Linked DNA regions of Zea mays: region 1 is linked to region 2. The links are chromatin contacts, called in public Hi-C maps. All regions are on one chromosome and are shown on one strand. Each heading gives the region's core, a stretch centred on a gene start, on an enhancer-like site or on the middle of the called end of the contact. The rest is flanking DNA. Distances are from core to core; before and after follow the strand shown. Region 1 holds the start of LOC103646691. Region 2 has its middle 40 kb from the start of LOC100381458.

The links. Hi-C and Micro-C count contacts between places; a contact is called where the count stands out from the background.
Region 1: a Hi-C map of ear shows a contact between it and region 2, with 1.9 times the contacts expected there. The contact joins the promoter of LOC103646691 here to the enhancer-like site in region 2. A contact is called at or near these places in 2 of 25 Hi-C or Micro-C datasets (ear and leaf).

The regions. Positions count from the first base shown.
Region 1 is chr2:92,353,262-92,356,213 of Zm-B73-REFERENCE-NAM-5.0, forward strand. It overlaps LOC103646691, which reads left to right and starts at 1,560. Exons shown (of 18, transcript XR_004856283.1): 1 at 1,560-1,948.
Region 2 is chr2:91,813,913-91,817,031 of Zm-B73-REFERENCE-NAM-5.0, forward strand. No RefSeq gene overlaps it. Among protein-coding and RNA genes, the nearest start is that of LOC100381458, 40 kb to the left of the region's middle. Within about 2 kb of position 1,524, at least 14 of the 20 cell types and tissues checked have an H3K27ac peak or open chromatin away from gene starts, as enhancers often do. A contact at or near this core is called in ear and leaf, where this site is marked.

The DNA.
Region 1 (2,952 bases), core at 310-2,809, 540 kb after region 2:
CATCTACAAGTTTTCCCCACCAAACCATGTCAAAGCAAGCACATAGATAAAGCAATGAAAAGGTGAAAATGCCAGGCTAAAATATACTACATACAGTTCATCAAGGAGCAAGAGCACTCGAATTCAGTGGAACAAGTTAAAAGAACTACACTGCGTGGTCAACTTCTAATGTTATAATGTTCTACATAATTAAAACTATGCAATACAAATAGCGTCGACAAGGGTATCTGAGATTTGGTGTTCAAAAATAAAAGGAACCAGGAACTAACTATCCCTAACCAATCGGGTAATCTGCTAAGCTATTGCCATTGCGCCTACTCTTTACAAGGAAATCACAGATCTACCAAATTTGAGCAGACAAGGAAGAACTTGAGCTACCTTTCCACTGAAGTGAGGCTTCTTCTGCGGCTGTGAATGAACCTGCAGCACAAGGCGACGATGGTGGCCAACCCTAGCTCCGCGCTCTGGTACGGACTTCACAGCAGTGACCCCATCCGCACCCCTACGTCCTGGAGCACTGCCCTTGCACTCAGCCTTGCCTACACCAGAGAAGTCACTGTCGTCGCGCGCCTCGTTAGCTTTGCAAAGAACGTGGGAGGAATACCAAGTGCCTGGTACAGGGAACCGGCAACCACGGGAGGGCGGTCATCCTGCTCACCAGAGTTGGGTGAGGATAGGGGAGGGATCCAGGTCAAGGCCGAGCAAGTCCCCGTCCCCAGCAAGCTCATCTCGCAGGGCGTGGGATCTAGTCGTCGGTACGAGGAGCAGTCTCGACTCTCGAGGTCGAACTCGCCCATAGCCGTCTGCGACCCATGACTGCATCGACCACCTTCCATCGATGGAGTGAAGCGGGGCGTTGATGGAGGGTAGGGAATGATGAGCATGAGATCTGGGAGGGGGAGGACTGCGTTGATGGCGGTGAGTCACGGAGCGGAGATTGCGCAGCGGCTGACGGGATCTACGAGATGCGTTGATGGCTGTTGCGGCAGTGGATCACGGCAGCGACAAAAATGGGGCGGATGACGGGATCTGGGAGTGGATCATGGCAGGAGCGCGGAGGGCGCGCTGGCGATTGCAGGAGGATGGAAGGAGGGCGGAGGATGGAAGCTGCGGCTGCGGCGCTGCCGCGGATGCGGGCGTTTGCGGGGCGGCTGTGGGTTGCGGCGCGGATGCGGGATGCTGGCGGCAGAACGCGGCAAAACGTGCACCAAGGGTGTGTGGACGCCTACACTACTAACATAATTAGTAGTAGAGATTAATATAGAGAAGACAAGAGTGTTCATACGAAGAAACAGGGTGAAGTGGAGTAGCATACCTGTTGCGACCAAGCACGAGGAGTCATTTATAATTTTGCCATTATCATTTGTGGGCTTCACCAGTATGCTATCGAACCCATAAATCATAAACACAGATGGTTCTACTAATTATAGACACGAGATAACATAATAACAAATAACCAAAATTGAGTGTGACAAAATCACAAATTTCTCGAGCACGACGATCGCCTCATCCTCGCGCCCAAAAGATCAGCAGGGTAAAAAAAAGAGAAAAGAAAACAGGCGGCATTCTTGTTGGGCCTAGGCCCAACGCATGGAGGGTTGTGGCGCATGGAACACGGTGGAAACTGCCAACGCGCTAGGATCCGTAGCGGACGGCGATCTGTCTTCGACTGCTCTCTGCCATCGCTGTGGCGACCCCGACGGAGCCAAGCGACGGTTCATCTTCTTGCGGCGGCGGCGACCTCGAGCTGATTGCAGCGAGAAGGCGGGGACAAATCGATCTCCCCTAGCTGGCTACACCCGATGGAGCCGAGGGTTCCTTGCGTTGACGGCGGCGGCGACGGCCTCGAGCTGAGGGCCGCGAGAAGGCATCGACGGGAGGGCGGGCGAATCCACGTCCTCGATGCGCAAATCCTGGAGCCTCAGCGACAGAGATCGAATCCATTCAGGTACCCTTCACTCACGTTCTTCTATCCCTGTCTCCTTGTATTTTTTGTTCTTTATTTTTTCTTCTAGCGCATCGATAGATCCATGTCGATCTTCTGCTAGTTCATTCAGACCCGTTGAGGTTACTAACCTCCTCGTTTTGCCCTTGGGGGTAGAGATGCTTTCTTTGCTTCTTGCGTCCTGTACCTAGATGTGTGATACAGCTGGCTGTCACATATTTCAGGTTTGAATGCGAGACTGGATTTCGTAGGTGCTTTCATCATTTTACTAGATTTCTGCACATTCCAATTACTTGCTCAAAGAAATCTCGATAACTGAGCATCTGAAAGGAAATCTTGAATGGCTGCTGATGAGTGTTCATCAAGCTGCAGGTTACTTTGCTTCTACAGAGAGGGACATCCAGGGCTAATTACTCCTATCAACATATATACATGCATGTGATGCCATCTATTGCCCTCTTTAATTTTCCAAACTGAATACATTGGCTCAGGCCATTGAAAGTGGCTGCATTCTTCAATTCCTAGCTAGCCAGCAGATTTTTTTTCTTTTAAAAAGGCCGATCTAGCTCAGCTAATTTCTCTGTTTTGGGTTGATGACTGTTGTGTGCTGTGTCAAGTAGCTGGCAAACCATTTGTAATAACCCTCTCTAGCTAGAGTGAGACTGCTTATATATACTAGTTAGTCGCACGTGCATTGTATTTTTTATTTTCAAATTATTAGTATATATGTATTTACAACATATCCCATTCACATAACACAAACAGCCCTCAGCTGTAGTGGTGGAACCGCTTAGTTCTTTACCCTGCCCGGGTTCGAGCCCCCCGTCATGCCCATTTTTTGCAGCTGAGCATGCTGGGCGCACACACGGTTCTTGCTGGCGCGTGACGGGCGCGGACGACGCACGAATAAACTTGTGCTTAAAGGTGTAGTGATAGTGATGTTTGTATATAACTTGCTATCATTAGCCACATATATATCTTGTCTTTTTTAAAGAAGCAGTTGACAA
Region 2 (3,119 bases), core at 274-2,773:
AAACAGTGGCATTGAGCAAAGTTTGGACCCTTGTAACTTTTAATCCACCTTTGTTAAAAGTCACCATAACAAAGTTGTACAACTTCAATAGGAGTACCAACTTGGTTAAGTAACCTAGTCTTAAAACCATATGGAACATGGTGTAAAACACATCCAAAGTATTGCTGTCAGATAGAAGCTATGCTGAAATTAAGAATTCAGTGACATTCACCCAACTTTGGAGCTGTTTTGTGGTTGATCCATTGAGTTATGAACCCTGGTTACTATAACAAATTTGGAGCTCATATATTGGTGTATAAGTTTCCTATAGTGGGTTGGATCTAGTTATGTGCGAAATTTGGAGTAAAATGCTCCCAAAGTAGCTCTGTCAAGCAAGTCGAAGCGGCATTCACGCATGAACAGTAAACTGAACCATATCGGATTCAGTGTACATCGCTGCCGGAGATCCACACCGTGATCCAAGCTCGGCGCTACGATTTGCACACGGCTAAGGACAGATTCTACCCCTGGGGGTGAAAAGATCTTGGGGGAGGGTGAATCCAGGCACTGGACAACCTCATACGCCGTACACCCTAGCCGGTACTATGGCGAAGCTGTCGCCGCGGGGGTGGTTTCCACTCATCCTCATCGTACCAAGCAGCAACTCCTTCACCACGTCTCTACGGTCATGGAAAGCAGTAATTTATTGTCTCTGAGCTATTGCACTTCTATGCGCCACGGAGAGTAAGTTCTAGTGAACTATCTGGTCACGCCGACAGGTTCGGTGTCATCCAAATTCGTGGCAAGAGTGGCCGATGCCTTTAAATTGAGTGTTCTCCCTGCTCCGCCCCTATGTTAAACACCCAGTCCATCGCCAGCCACCTTCCTTCGTCCACCATACCCCGTAAACTCTCGGATTCCCAAAATTGGTCACCAACGCCACCGTGATGAGCTTGACATTGGCCAACATCATCCGAGGTAGCTGCAGCTAAATTGTTGGGTATTCTAAGTTCCCTTATACGCCTTGATGCTCACTGGCCCGGCCGTTTGAACTCTACCGCAGTGTAGTACTGGGAAGTGGGAACATCATGTCGACATCGGTGAACGCCACCAAGGACAGCCTTCACCTCGACCGGTTGATTTGTGCCTGCTCCGACCAAACTGGCATGGGCATCGTAACTCTGGTGAGTCGCTGATGCTCTCCCTGCCGTTCAATTGAATGCTACTGTGCTGTGAACGCGGGTCTAACCTGGCCGGAGCCCTGGCTCCCCCGTCGTCGTGGGCAGACACGGTTTAGGAGCGGACTAGTCCAACTGACCTTGGGGATGTACTTGGTTAGCCTCGAGGATGATGCTCGAGTGCTTGCTACTGCCGGGGAGGTCGCCGACGACGAGCTTACGCGGCCTGAGCCAAGTGCTCGACTAGAGTCCACGCGGGGGCGTATGTTTGCGAATGAGATAGAAGGGAAGGGCCTCTTTGTGATTGTCAGTGACACAGGTAATGGTGCAAGGGACTATTTTTTGGTTGTTTGAACTACTGAGTACCTTTGCGCAAAGTATGCAACGCGGGCGCGCGCGTATCTTGCTATCTGTGGGCTGACGCGGGCCAGTATCGGCCCAACCCTATTCACATGTTTTTCCTTTTCTTTTTACTGCAACTAATGAAATCCATTAAAAACTATAGAAAATGAAAAAAAATAATGAGACAAATTTTGTTAGACTCCTAAAATCATGCAATTTCTGGTAAAGCTACTCTTAGGATTTTTACTGCAAAAATACTATATCTAGGATTAAAGAGTGCCTATGTAAAGCCTATTTGAATTTTAGAAATAAATTCTAAATTCCAAAAATCATGAAAATTTGTGAGAATGTTGAATATGTTTGTTTTAGTGCTTGGATAAAGTTTGAACTTGTTTGGAGACTGTTTGACCAGGGAACCAAACACAACCCAAAATAGTAACCTTTATCATAAGAAAAAGATGGGATTGAATTTTAAAAGCAAGATTAAATATATTAAAACTTGCTACAACTTGTTAGCTTAAAAGAATTAGTGTAGCTAACCTTAGAATATCAGATATCTAGAGAGTTCTTATAGTTGTTAAGCATCGTGAAGGAAAGTTGTAATCTAGAAGTGTGTATTGTTTTCTATTATATAAGTTGCACCTTCATGCCATGACATAAGCTTTCATGAACATTATTGCGTGTAGAACATAAATAAGACTTTATTTTAGAAGAAGAAGACGTCCCTCAACCGGAAGATCCTCTTGTTGCTAGTGATTTTTATTTTGACATCTGTGGAACAGAACCTTGGCCAAAACACCTCGCAACACAAGGCAAGTCCCGGTGCATTAACCCCTTTCCTTGTTTTTACAAATTTTATCACATGTGAATGATGCATTAGGTGATAGGAGTTGTGTGACTAGACTATTGATGCATTACCTTCCTTGGTTTGTTGGAAATCATTCCTTGTTACCTGATTTATTTTAAAAGTTTTTTAATGATGCTTAGCCCTGATTAGATCATTAAAATTCTTTGTTTTAATAGATGATACTTAACTCTTGATAAGGGGATTTTTATGAAAAAGAACTTGTGGTGTTGAATCCATCATAGATGTGCTAGGTTCAACATCGGAAAAGAGTATCTCTCTTAGGTGCTAAGTTTTGGGGTTATAAGTTTATAACATGTGACCGGATGGTTGACTTGCACGAGAAGGGAGTCTCATTGTAGTGTCGCTGTCTGAGTTATTTAAGGACAAAGCCGGTGTAGGCTTGATGATCGAGTACCTTTTAACTGCCCACATACCTCGTCATGGGTAAGCTTTGCGTCGGCCGGACCAATACCAGAAATGGTACCATGCACTGGGACCCAACCTGTGGGCCTCTTTTCTCCTGCCAGCGAAGCACTTCTTTTTGGCATGCGTAAAAAACGGGGGGGGGGGGGGGGGTTTGCAGGAATGTGGTCTTCCGTGTGCCCACTTGGCAAGAGGCTAGATGGTGGGGTACTGTTCTCTCAAGTGGTGTGAACTCATTGTGGTCTTGAGAAATCCGGGTGCGGGTTGATATATGCAAGGGTTAAGTGCTACATATGTCGTGTGGTTGGAGATCCCCGACTGGGTATTAATCGATTCAGATCACCATTACT